2 separate regions of the Macaca mulatta genome follow, and region 2 is linked to region 1. The links are chromatin contacts, called in public Hi-C maps. All regions are on one chromosome and are shown on one strand. Each heading gives the region's core, a stretch centred on a gene start, on an enhancer-like site or on the middle of the called end of the contact. The rest is flanking DNA. Distances are from core to core; before and after follow the strand shown. Region 1 holds the start of FAM120A (family with sequence similarity 120 member A). Region 2 overlaps FAM120A (family with sequence similarity 120 member A).

The links. Hi-C and Micro-C count contacts between places; a contact is called where the count stands out from the background.
Region 2: a Hi-C map of fetal cortex germinal zone shows a contact between it and region 1, with 2.2 times the contacts expected there. The contact joins the enhancer-like site here to the promoter of FAM120A in region 1. A contact is called at or near these places in 6 of 14 Hi-C or Micro-C datasets (CD4 T cells, blood, cortical neurons and 3 more).

What each region holds. Positions count from the first base shown.
Region 1 is chr15:124,034,710-124,041,406 of T2T-MMU8v2.0, reverse strand. It overlaps FAM120A (family with sequence similarity 120 member A), which reads right to left and starts at 4,319. Exons shown (of 18, transcript XR_013404965.1): 1 at 3,650-4,319. FAM120AOS (family with sequence similarity 120 member A opposite strand) reads left to right here and starts at 4,431. Exons shown (of 3, transcript XM_028835352.2): 1 at 4,431-4,964; 2 at 5,452-5,572. The coding sequence starts at 4,948.
Region 2 is chr15:124,150,345-124,157,426 of T2T-MMU8v2.0, reverse strand. FAM120A (family with sequence similarity 120 member A) reads right to left here. Exons shown (of 18, transcript XR_013404965.1): 18 at 4,469-6,355. Among named protein-coding and RNA genes, the nearest start is that of PHF2, 11 kb to the left of the region's middle. Within about 2 kb of position 3,911, at least 37 of the 40 cell types and tissues checked have an H3K27ac peak or open chromatin away from gene starts, as enhancers often do. A contact at or near this core is called in CD4 T cells, blood, cortical neurons and 1 more, where this site is marked.

The sequences.
Region 1 (6,697 bases), core at 3,070-5,569:
CTAATGGTTAAAGAAATACAATTACTACTACTGAACAAAAAATACAATTATTACTCTGTAAATGAAATAAACTCTAAGTCAAAAAAGATTTCTCCTGGCCGGGCACAGTGGCTCACACCTGTAATCCCAGCACTTTGGGAGGCTGAGGCGGGTGGATCACGAGGTCAGGAGCTCAAGACCAGCCTGGCCAAGATGGTGAAACCCCGTCACTATCAAAAACACAAAAATTAGCCGGGCATGATGGCAGACACGCCTGTAATCCCCGTTACTAGGTAGGCTGAGTCAGGAGAATCGCTTGAACCTAGGAGGTGGAGGTTGCAGTGAGCCAAGATCACGCCACTGCACTCCAGCCTGGGCAACACAGTGAGACTTCATCTCAAAAAAAAAAAAAAAAAGATTTCTCTAAGCAAGGGTAACAAGAAATTATGCCCCTCCGCCAATTTACGAAACACGAGAAAGCACCAGTAAGATGCTTAAAGTTTTCATAAATGTCTCATTTACCCAATATTATATATACTGAAGTGTTCATGTCAATTCCTTTGCCAGTGGTTTTTACTTAATTTTAAAAAAATTACCATACGATAAAATTAACACGTTTACTTTGGATGAATCATTCTGATTTTAATGTATGGTAGCATCACCACCATCAGAATACAGAACAGTTCCATCACTCCACAAAGCTCTCTCCTGCTGTCCCCTTAATGTGTACATCCTTCCTCTCCTCTACTCTCAGCACCACTGAATTGGTCCCCATCACTATAGTTTTATAATCATCCCTTTTGAACCTGGCTTCTTTCACTCAGTATAAAACCTTAATTAAAGATTCATGCAAGTTGTTACCTACACCTTCCTTACTATTGCTAAGCAGCATTCTATAGTATGGCTATACAGTAGTTTAACCATTCACTTATTAAAAGATATTTTGTTTCCACGTTTTGGCTATTATGATTTAAGCTGCTATGGACATTTGAGTACGAGTTTCTGCGCAAACAAAAGTCTTCATTAGGAAAATACCCAGGAGTGGAATTGCTGGATGGTATGATAAATGTATGCTTAACTTTATAAGAAACTGCCACTGTTTTCTGGGGTGGCGGTGCCATTCTGCATTCCCACAAGCAATGTGTAAGGATCCAGTTGCTCAGCATTCTTGCTAGCACTTGGTATTGCTCAAATTTTTTTCTCTTTTAGCCATTCTAATAGGCCTGTAGTGATACCTCATCATGGTTTTAAACCTTTTAACCATTTTATGGGTATATTTTGTTAAGTGGTATACGCTGTTTCGATCCCTTAAACAGAGAATGCTGAATATTAATTGTTATGACTCCCAATCATCCTTACAGAAAACACATTGTACTACCCTCAGGGACCACTGAAGTACATAGGGTTGTTCTCCTTTTCTTAAAATAGCCCCAGAATCATGTTTGCTTTTTATAGCTTTTTAAATCTTCACTCTTGTTGTCACTTCTTGCTATTAATGGTGCTCCTGCCTCTGGCAGACTCTCCTCTTCACCCTCTTCTCAAGCTGAGTTTAGAAAATAGATAACCAAGCTTGTTAGAATTACATCTAAAAAGAGACCAGTCCGTGAGTGAGAGAGCTTAAAAGGATTTTTCAGTGAGGAAAGTAAAGGCACCCCCCCACGCCCGCCACCCCCCACAACTTCCTGACATCTTGCTTGGTTGCTGAGAAATTTCTAGTAGCTAAATCTCTCAGGCACTTTTCAAAAAAGTAAGGTTGCCAGCTAAGAGACCACCAAGTAATCGAGTCATTACAATATTCATTTTGTGCAATTTACACTATAATATGATCCTAGCTCAATAATTAAAAGCTTAGCAAAAGCAAAATATAGACAAAATTATCCCGTGTCCAGAAACCTAAGTGAAAAAGACGATCTGAAATGGAGCTTAAATCTAGTTTCCAAACACTTACACATTGGTCTGAATTCTGAGCACCTACTAGGTGTGCGAGGCATTCAAAGGGGTGCAAAGATAAAGAAACTGTAGAATTAAAAAGAACTCAACAGTTCTTTAAAGATACAGTGACCATATGCATACACACTGATTCTAATCCTAAGTAATATTCAGTGTTCCCTTGAAACTCGCCTGACTAGTTAAGTAGATAGCTGTGCGGTTACCAAAGGCAAGTGCAGCCCATCCTGTCTTTTAAGTAGTCTTTTCCATCTCTGAACAAGACCAAACTTTGAACACTTTTACGCTCTATTAGGAAGATGGATCGCTTCAGACAAATGGCAGCACCTTACTTCCCTGAGCGCCCCAGGCTCCGATTCAGAAATTACTAGGCAGGCACTTCCTCTCACCCGAACTTCCCTGAGGAATGGCAGCTGTGTGTCTGCCAGGCGCAGGGGCCAATCGGGACTCTGCCGGCCGCCTCCACCCACGACTTAAACACCATCTCACCAATTGCAACCGGATCGTGGGTGGGACTTCCGCTATCATTTTAGGCTTAACTACCACCATCTCCTCGCGGGCACCGGGGGCAACCGCGAAGACAGAATTTCACAAACTTTCAGCTCCAGCAGTTTCAAGGAAATGTCAAAGAATGACAAGATGGAAGGCAGAGTGGCGAGAGCTAAGACACCAAAAAGGCCCCCAAAATTTGTTTTCAAGAAAACCAATGAAAAAAGCAAGCAATCAGAACGTGAAGTCCAGGATCATGTCTGTGCTTATCTCCACAGTCACTGCTGGGTCCTGAAGTTCTCCTCTGGCCCAGTGCCAGCTGCGGAACCCTCTGCCAAAGGGCCAGAGGAGGCCGGTGATGTAGAGCTCTGATTACCCACCCGTCAGGGCGCCGCTGAAGGTCACTGAATACTTACTGTGCACCCGAAAAATAAATCCTGCGAGTTCACGCCCCGTGTAGCTCGCCCCCTGACTTTGAAGGACTCCTTTCGCGTGGGATCTACAAAACCGAACTGCCTTAAAGACCTCTTTCACACCGACGTGAAGTCACAGAACTGACAAATCCCATCCTGTCAAAGTGCACGGTTCTTTGAAATCTAACACAAAAAGTCATAGAAAGATTCTCTAAACACCCTGTACTAAGAGGAACACGGACAGGGCACTGCGTTCTGAAGTAGAGGCCAGGGCACTGGCCCTTAGACACGTCTCGCTGTCACCGGGCTAACAGCATTGGCAAGGGCGGCGGCGGCAGCAGTGATATCTGCAGCCCCCGAGGGCCCTGGCGAAACCCCCTCTATTACTCTGTATCCTGCTTGCTTCCGAGATGAACCTGTTGCTGGGAAAGAACAGGCTAAATTAGAAAAGGGAGTCATATTTTGTCAAAGTTGAAGGTGAGTGATAGCCTGCCCGCCCCCACAGGACGGGAAAAACTAAGGATATTCGGGATGATGACACTGCCGCCTCCGAATTCTGGTCCGGTGCTCTCTCCCAGCCCTCAGGTGTCCCCACGCGGCCGTGGACCCCGAACAGGGACAGCTGGAGGCGGGCTTGGGCAGCGCGCGGCCTGCACCCGCGGCCATCCATCTTGCGGCCCGGCCCGGCTATCCCGAGCCAGGGCAGGGGGAGCTCGCTGCCCCCAGCGCCGCCACGGCCGGGCGACATTCTGTGCCCTGGGAAGGGGCATAGGGGTGCGGCGCGGCCCCGGTCCCCGGCCCGCCCGGATCCCCGGCCTCACCTTGACGTGGAAGCGGATGAGCGCCAGGCGGATGCAGTGGGCCATGCAGACGGGCGGCAGGAACCAGACCTTGGGCGGCGGGGTGCCCTTGTTCTGGACATGGCTGACGATCTGCTGTGCCGTCTGGCGCTCGTTGCCCTGCCGCTTGACCCACTCGTGCAGCCGGGCCTTCTCGAGCGCGCCGTTGAAGAAGACGAAGAGCTCGATGTTGCCGCCGAAGCAGGCCTTGGCCAGCGCCGCCAGGTAGCCAAGCATGTGGTTCCACTGGCCGCCGCTGACCCAGTCGGTGTAGAAGCCACCGTAGAGGCGGTGCAGGCAGTTGTCGGCGTCCACCAGCAGGCGCAGCGGGGTCTGCGGGGGCCGCTGCCGCCCGCCGCCCACCAGGCTGCCCCGGGCCAGCTTCTGCAGCTCCACCGGCACCACGGCGCTCGGGCAGTGCTTCTCGATGTAGTCCTGGAAGCCCTGCACGCCCATGGCGGCGGCGGGGGCGCGGGCGCGGGTGCGGGCGGGGGGCGGCGGGGCCGGGGGCGGTGGGGCCGTGGCGCGCGGGCGGGCGGGCGGGCGGGGGCGGCGGCCTCTAGGGGGGACTGGGGCGGGTCGGGGGCGCGCTCATGGCCGCCGCGGCCGCCATGTGCTGCCGCCTCCCAGGGCCATGTCTGGGGAGGGACCTGCCGCCGCCGCCGCTGCCGCCGCTGCGAGGCCGAGGCCGAGGCCGAGGCTGAGGGCCGGGGCGGGGCGGGCGGGCGGCGCTGACGTAGCGGACCCGCCCGGCGCGGACGCCGCCCAGGCCCGCGCAGGCCCGCCGGCGAGCAGGCGGAAGAGGCGGCGCCGGCGGGACGCGGTTCGGGGCTCCCGGAGGCGGCTGCGGCGGAGGCGGAGGCCGGGAGTCGGGCCGGGGCGGGATCCAGGGGGCGCCTGAGCCGGAGCAGGCCGCGCCTGGAGGCCACAGGCCGCTCGCCCGCCTCAGGCCCGTCGGCCGCCGCTCCCCTCCTGGCGGCCTGTTCCCCGCAGGACCAGAGAGGCCGCCGCCGCCGCCCGGCGGTACTCCGGCGAGGGAAAGCCGCGAAGCAGGTCCTGGGGAAGAGCTCGCCTGCTCCTGAGGGAAGCGGCGATAAGATGGAGCTTTGAGGGTGAGCCGGAGGCCGAATTACTCTGCTCGTCGGGACGCAGCCTTTCTAACGCCACGGTGGGCTCGCACCGCTCTGGGCCTGCTGCCCACACTGACTGCGGGGTCCGGGGGAGCGGGATGCTGGCCGGCCGCGCCGGGCTTCTTGGAAAGAGCAGGAAGGAGCGCGAGAATGCAGTTCCGCGGCAGGTGCTCATCCCAGCAGCTTCGGGCTCTCGGTTGTAGTGGTTTTTACACCTATGACAAATGACATGGCCAAACGCACCATAATGTCTGAAGGTACAGGTAGTCCTAAGCGCCTGCTCGTCACGGAAGAGACTGTCTTGAGAGCACAGGTCTGTTGCAGCGTGGAAAGCCTGCGTTCCCACTGCGGAATGGCCAGGCTGAAACGTGCGCCTTTGCAGTGGGTCGCCCTGCCCTTCTTAGGGAGAGGGATTTAAATCTTGTTGGTTTAGTAGCATCTTCTGGAAGGAGGTCGTTTACGTAAATTCTGTTCCTAAGCGCTGTCGTAATTGCTTCTAAAATGAGGTTGATACTGTATGTATATTAGGCTTGCATAAAACATTTTCAAAAAGAGATTAATGCCTTTCAGAATATAAATTTAGAAACCCAGCACAAAAGTTTTAAAGTGCCGCTTTTACTTACTTTCACCTCTCCATCTGTTCTTTTTCTGGAGAAACCTCTGTAGAGGAGCAGGATGCAACCGACAGGCTGTGGCCGGACAGCCCCTTCCCAGCACATGGAGCCTGCACGCGCACGATTTGGTCAAAGAAGCCCCCATACTCCCGGTGAAAAAGGCAAGTTTGATTTTTCTGCTTTCTTTTCTGATAGCCACGTCAGATACAAGCCAGTATCATATATACATAAATTAAATGCTGTTGGTATTTTAAGAAGTTACATTTAAAAACAGACTGACAAGTTATGCCACTCACTTATGCATCAAATTAGTCACAAAGCCAGGATGACATGTTATCTAGAAATAACACAGGCCAGGTGCGGTGGCTCACGCCTGTAATCCCAGCACTTTGGGAGGCCGAGGCGGGTGGATCATTTGAGGTCAGTAGTTCGAGACCAGCCTGGTCAACATGGTGAAACCCCGTCTCTAGTAAAAATGCAAAAATTAGCCGGGCCTGGTGGTGTGCGTCTGTAATCCCAGCTACTCGGGAGACTGAGGCAAGAGAATTGCTTGAACCCGAGAGGCAGAGGTTGCAGTCAGCACAGATGGTGCCACTGCACTCTCTAGCCTGGGCATCAGAGCTAGATTCCATCTCAAAAATAAATAAATAAAAGAAATAATACAGTTAGCCATTAAATAATAAGGTAAAATCCAGAAATATCCAAATTTCCTTCTATAACCCAAGGCAGGTTCACAAGGTGAGGAGTAGTAGTTTTTAATCACTTGTATTTTCATTCATAGCATTGCATTCCATGTATTTACCTTTTCTTTAAATACTCTTGCTTTTAATTTTTAAAAATGCATTAGTACGGCCGGGCGTGGTAGCTCACGCCTGTAATCCCAGCACCATTGGGAGGCCGAGGCGGGCATATCACAAGGTCAAGAGATCGAGACCATCCTAGCCAACATGGTGAAACCCCACCTCTACTAAAAACACAAAAATCAGCTGAGCGTGGTGGCGCACACCTGTAGTCCCAGCTACTCGGGAGGCTGAGGCAGGAGAATCGCTTGAACCCGGGAGACGGAGGTTGTAGTGATCATGCCACTGCACTCCAGCCTGGCAACAGAGCGAGAGTCCATCTCAAAAAAAAAAAAAAAAAAAAATGCTAGTGCCAGTATCTGAAATTCTGGAAATAAATTTATTTTCACCTTATTACATTGTAGAGTTCTAAGGTTCTGGAGTCAGACCCCCAGCATCTGTCTTTTGATAAGTCTGTGCCGTTGCAAAAATATTTACCCTGTTTGA
Region 2 (7,082 bases), core at 2,662-5,161, 120 kb before region 1:
TTGGCACACAACCAATGCAGGTTTCATACAGTGAACAAGGCAAAAACATTCCTACCTCCATAGATTCCATAGGCCAGAGCAAGAGACAGGTAACTAGTAATTGATAGGGGGTGGAAGATGTTAGAAAGGAAATACTAGCTCGAGGCTGGGTGTGTATTTGTGTATTTGTGAAAGATGAGTCGATTTGGTCACTGCATAGAAACTTCAAAGACTGGGCCCCTTCTTGGAGTACCTGGGGAAATTTTTTAAGCCATCTGGGCTTTTCTGACAGATATGAAAGTGACCCTCCTTGTTGACCATCTCTAGGATGGTCCTGTGATGTTTGGATGCAGTGAGCCTGTGGACAAGTCTCTGAGCCAGGTGACCACATTATTTACTACTATCCAAAAGGGTGCTGTTAATAAAGCACCAGAACAGGGGCAAACTGAGGCTATCCTGGGCAAACTGGCTGAGGATATCCTGGGCAAACTGGCTGAGGCTATCCTGGGCAAACTGGCTGAGGCTATCGTGGGCAAACTGGGACTGATGTGACCCTCCCTATAGCCCATACTGGCATCAGTTGAGTTTGTGGGGATGGACATGCACAAATGCTAGGAGCAGGCATGGTTTCATGAGGTCAGGATGGGTCTACACAGGTGCCTCCAGCTGTTTGCTTCCTGAACTGATGGAACTTGCTGGGCACAGCATGGGAAAAGGATATCCTGGTCCACCCAAGGTGCCCATAATCTGCTTGGGTAGCTCCCACCTGCCCTCTAGGTCATTTTTCAGAGAGGTTTCCCTGACACCTTCCTCCTACCCCCACCCATGTAAATTCCTCATTTCCTCTGCATTTGTCCTTCATAGAACTTACTACCACTGCTGTTGCATTTTTATTTTTTCTTGAGTGCACTTTCACATGACTGTCCTTTACAAACTCTGGTGAAGTCCCACAGCCAGTTCAGCACAGGGCAAAGCACATTAATGAAAAGCCTATTTTGCCCCATCTGCAGGTCTTTGGTCAACTTAGCCTGAGCTGTGTTAGGGCCAAGACTGGAGGCTTCCCTGGGGTACAGGGAGGAGTAACCAGGCAGCTTGGGGACCAAGGTGGGGAGGATGAGGGCAGAGCTGACAGGCTGGCCAGCGCAGGCTCCTGGCAAAAAGGCCTCTGCACCGTCTACTCCACAACATGAGGAGCTAAGTAGCAAAGGACTTTTGTCCAAGATATAGTGAGTAGGGGTAGGGAGTTGGGGCTAACAAGAAATCAGTGTATTCTCAGAAGAACTGAAAGTAGAATAAAAGGGAGGGAGGGATGAGAGTCAGCCCCAAGGTTAGCGTCCGTCATAAAACACATGTATTCTGCTGTCTGCCCCGCGCAGTGCAGGGGTGGGTTCCCTCTGAGCAGGGAGAAGGAATGCAGGGCAAGGAGGGGTGTCCTGGAAGGCAGAGCAGCCTAGCACTACCTTGGTCCTTGTTGGTGATGATACAGAGGAAGGTACAGACAGTGAATTATTTCTTAAAATTCTTACCTTTGGCCTGATTGTTTGGGAGATCATGAAACAGCCAGGAGAGACATTAGAAGTTCCCTGTCAATTGAAAAATGAAGAAATTATGGGCAAATTAAATGTAAGAGGCGAAATGTTCACCCTCACTAGAAATCAAAGTCATGCAAATAAAAACCCATTTTTTAACCTGTCAAATTGGCAAACACCAGTGCCTTGACTGTGCCCAGCAGCCAGGCTAGTACAGACAAACGGCTTCTGGACCCTGGATACCAAGCAGCATTCCAGGGCTAAATCAGCAGGAGCACCAAAAGACTCCCTTCCTTCACCCTTCCCCACTGGTGAAATGCTAACCAGGAATAATGACACTGGTCCTCGCAAGACCCACCTACAGGGTAGCGTGGATACCTGGAGCCCACTGGGCATCCAAGCACAACCCGTCCTGCCCCAAAGCCTTCAACAGACCACAGCACTGGAGGACACAGCAAGCCCTGTCCTCAGGGTGGCCATGGGGCTCTCCGCTCTCCACGGATTCTCCTCAGCTGGGTGCTCCATCTGCTGCTCCTGGCCCAGACCTGTGTTCCCAGATAGCCTCCACTCATGGCTGCATCATTTGCCCATGCCACCCATCTCCCCATCTTCTTTTTCTCATTTTCTTGCTTGAAATATTCTTATTTGTACACATGTATGTTGTCCCCCTACTCAAATGTAAATGCCAGAAAGGCAGGGGCCTTGACATCTATCCCATGGGGCCTAGGGCTGGACCTGACATGGACTCTCCCCAAGTGCTTGCAGAACAAGGAAATGTCCAACCATGCTGGTGGGGAAAGACTGAATATGTTACGGTGCAGCCCCACCGTGGAGTCTGTGGGACTGTGACAGGATATGGTATGGTAGGGAAAGGCAATCATCAAATGATGCTAAGTGGGGAAAATGTTACAAAATATTAACATGATTATTTTTTGTATAAGAAAAGAATCTATATATTGCATAGGAGAGAGACTAAATGTTAAAAACAGGTGTCTCAGGATGGAGGAGTCACTGGGGACTTCTTTTCCTTTTTGTGTATCTAGCCAGTATTTTTTAAACTTACCACAATAAACACATACTGCTTTTGAAAGAAGAAAAAAAAAAGTAAAACCTATTTTTGAAAAGGAAAAGAATAAATGGCCAGGCGGGAGGGCATACGACTTGCCCCAGGATATCATGCTGCCAGGAAGGTGAAACATCAGCATCACCGTTCAGTCCAGCCCGCACCAGCGCCACCCAGAGTCACTGGCCCTTAGGCCTTCCTCTGCAATTCTGGTGGTGTGGGAGGAGTGGCCAGGATGGCTCCAGCAAGGAGGGGTGTCCTTGGCCTCCTTGTTCCAGCCACAGGATCGCTGGAGCCCCAGCACCCTCTCCCTTCCTCTTTCCTTAATGCCCAAGCCTGCACCTACTGGGGCTTTAGGAGCGGGTGGACAGACCCAACCTGGAGCTAAGGGTTGGATTGCAGCCGAGTCCCTGCTGAGAGTGACCTGGAGCAAGCTGTGCTGCTCTCTCACCTACAGCAATTGCAGCTAAGAGACCAGAGCCACCGGAAGGAAGGAGCACCTGCTTGTCAGGGAGCTGAGCGGGACCCTTGACATGCGCGCGCTCCTGCTGCTGAGACTCTGCTGTTCAGAAGCCTGTCCCTCTCCCCTCTTAAAGCCAGAGGGCTGTCCCCGTCAGTTTGCTATTCTCAAGTGGGGTGGACCTGCCCCTTGGGAGAGGGAAGAAAAGTGCATGGTTGTCACGGTGGGAGAGGCACTGCCTAGCAATGGGTGGTGGAAGCTGGTGGGCCTGGAAGGTGTTCCTCCACAACGCTGTCCCTCTGCCAGGCATGTGCGATCCAGAGTGGGTGAGACTTGTTCCCGTCACAGGCAGGGTCCTCAGTGGAATCGTGTTTTTGAAAGACCGAGACGTCCGGGCGCCCCCATCTTCCCACAGCACAGAGACGGGCTGGGGGGCCCGCCACCGGAAGGCTGGCGCAGAGGGACTCAGCCGCAGGCCCGAAACAGCGGGCCACCGTCAGGGACGGGCGAGTGGGGGTAGGAAGAGGCCCTGGAGTGAGTGATACTGGCTTCACTTCCTTCAAACTCTGAAAGCCCGCCCCATAAAAAGGGGTGAATTCGTCTGAGGTCTGAACAGCCAGGACCAGGAGAGCTCTCAGGGTGTTAGTTGGAGAAACTGGCTCGGCTCGGGCTTTGCTGGCACTCGAGCTCCCGGGGTCTGCTCGGTCCCTCTCGGGACACACGGGTCTCTGCTGGGCCCGGCGCCGGCCTCGCACACAGAACGGGCTTCACGGCGCAGGCTCGGCCGCCGGGAGGAAAAAGCAGGGAGTAGGCCTCACCCACACGGACACGCCCCGCGGGCTGCGCGCGCACCTGGGCCTGCGCGGTGGCGGACCAGGAAGCGCCACGCAAGGCCCCGCCCCGCCCTTCCACAGGAAGGAAACGCGCCCCCGGGCGAGCGCCAGCCCCTCCCTTGAGCGGGATCGCCGCGGCTCTCCTGGCTGCCTCCGGCGCCGTTAGCCCACCATCCGCCGCTAGGGGGCAGCACGGGACGCTTTCCCCAGGCGTTCGGCGGACCTGGGTATGGGGACCTCATATCAGGCTGCAGAGAAGAGCCGTCAATCAAAAGGATAGCATGAAAAACGGACTATATTTCTAACATCCAGCTTTTAAAACGTGGTGGAGTCAAATTTATTGCTTCCTTGGGGCTTAAAAAAACCTTTTCTGTAAGTCTGCTTCATCAGAATTTTTTTTTTAATCCCCTTGGTTGCTTGAAATTTAGCTATCAAACAAATTAATCATATATTAATGTTCCTCTAAGCCGGAAACCTGGAATTACTTTGAAAAGGTAAAATATTTTTAAACTTTGGTTTTCTGATCTTTTCAGTAGTTGTTTCGATTTGAATTAAACCTCGGTAAAATTAGCTTTTACAAGTGAATTTAAAAGCCACGCCATACTTTATACTAAAAGAATAAAGATTTTTATTAAGCATTGTAAGTTGCATTCAATAGCCTTCAGATACACCACACCACAATCCATCGACAGTCAGTCAAACCCAACAGCAGTTCATTCTTGCACAATCCATGAGTTAGGGCAAAACTCCCTTCAACTTACAGTAAGATCCTACTTAGCTCTTGCGGGCAGGGGTTGGGGAATTACACCTCATTTCTGATCACTAATGTGATGAAGAGCATCAGAAGTATATGAAAACGATAAGAAGTGATTCTGATTTCAAAGTACATTGTTTGGAAACATTAACAAAAACATCAAAATGATAGAAGTATACCTGCTTCTACTAAATTCTTGATGGGAAAGTTCTCAAGAACAAGCAATTTGTTTCCTGCTACAGAAGGGGGGGGTGGTTTTTTTTTGTTTTTTAAGATCAAAGGGTTTTTTTTCACAGAATTTCATATTTGCTAATATGAAGGCATAAAACAGCAACAAAGAACAATAATGCATACAGCAGTGAATACACCAGGGTAATGTTGATATTCGAAACGGCTAGATAATTTTTGGGGGGCTTTAGAATAAATGCAACAGAGGTCAATAATCACAAAATTTTAAGGTTAGAGCAAGATCAGTCAATGACTAAACAGAGTTAACATCTTTTATAGGACTATTACTGATTATTAGCATTTTTGTTTTGCAAATGGGCACATACTGGTAAGAATGGAAGAAAGGACAATAACATGCATATTAACTACACACTTTAAAAATTATGAACCATGCAGAAGTTTAGCTCAAGTAGTAGTACTAATGGTCTACATCCGATTCAAAACCACATAGTTCATTGATCACAGATGCATGGTATTAGTCACGAAAGTTTCAGAACACATTGTGTTGATTTTGAAAGGTCATTTGCATCTTCTAAGATTTCAACTTTATCTCCATTTAACTTGCTTGTAAAGTATGTATGATGTATTGTATATTTAAAATCAGCAGAACGGCAATATTACTCTATAATTTTTTAGTTCTGATAGTTGCACTTTTTTTTTTTAACACAAAAGAACCACATCAACAGTGATGAAATTTAAGAAAGAAAAACTGTGGTTGTGCCTTATTTCTTTCATAATCATAAAAATCAAAGCCTTAAAGAAAGCTTCATTGTGAAACAGTAATGCAAAATCAAATATAATGGCATACATATGGTGCCAAATGCTAAAAATTATATTTTAAGCTATATATACTTAAAGACTGCCAAAATTTGTTTTCTTTATAGTTCAAGAAACACAACTATAGGCTTTTGTCATAACCAGTTTAAACTTTATGTGTACTTCATTTTAAGTGCGGGAGTCAAATGCTCTTCATTTTCTTTCTCTTTTTTGTTTTATTGTAGCATTTTGACTACAACTGGTTAAAACTAAAAATGTGTTGTTTAAATCTCTGATATCAAAGAGGGATCTGAATTTCCAAAGTCCTCATTTTTCTCTTACGGAAAGGACAAAATGTACATAACTGCAGGCTCTCTTTCTCTCCAGATATTCCTAAATCCTTACCCTTCCAGCATCCTTCACCCTCTATAAAAAATAAGTTTACTCTTCTTTATTTAAGACAGCTGCCTCCAGAGCAGCTTCTCTGCGGCAAGCGCTGTCTGTACTTAGTGCATTTAAATGAGGATTTGTATTGCACGTTTTAGAGTCATTATTCAAGGCACTTTCAGAGTGGCTGGGGGCCCTGGCGTCACCCGTGCTCCCGTTCATCTGGGGAGCCGGCTTCTCCTCGGCCATCACTCCGTTTTCAGCCAGGGACCCGTCTGAAGACATAGCAGAGGACTTCGATTCCCCAGATTTTGACTTAAGTTCTTTGGCCACTTCTTCTGCTGAAGCAGCGTAAGGAGGTCTGCCCTGTTTAAAATGAAGGACAACAAATGAGAAGGTGGTTTCTGATAAACAGTAGAGAGAGGATGCAAATGTTGGCCTAATGACACTCTGAAGATTCAACAGCAGACACTGCCCAGCTGGGTCCCTCTCACCCTGTCTTTGCTTTGACTTTTGGGCGGCAGACGCTCTACCTGTCTCTGTCAGTTCCCTCCACGGCCCCTTCTCTCAACTCTCTGTAGTTAATATCCTGAAAATGAGGGAGATTCCCCCTTCAGGAGATCTGTCTAATCCTTTGAATGGCACCAAATTGTTTAAAGTAACAAACGCCCCTCAAGAAGTCTTCTCTAAAACTGCGACTGTTCCCACCGCCACAAAACAAACAGGGTCTCCCACATCTGCCTGTGACATGCAGTAGTGCACATACCCCATTTCTACTGGGGAACTATACTCATTGCTAGGGAACCTCAACAAGAAATCTGCACTGATAAGCACCACGTTTTGTGAAACAGCTCTTCTGAATGGGCCTTCCCCGCTCCTCTGAATAGATTTAAAAATAATTCTCTGAAAAAAAAAAGGTCCTTGAGACTAATCCAGCCCATTTTCTGAAAGACATGGCTCTCTGTGAAGGCCATGAAGACACATCTTGAATTGCTTCTATCATTAGACCAGGCTCAACCTTGGCATGTGATACGGTGGCTCTGTTTCCTCTCCGTGACGGGCCTGTCCCATACACCGTAGGGTGTCTAGCAGC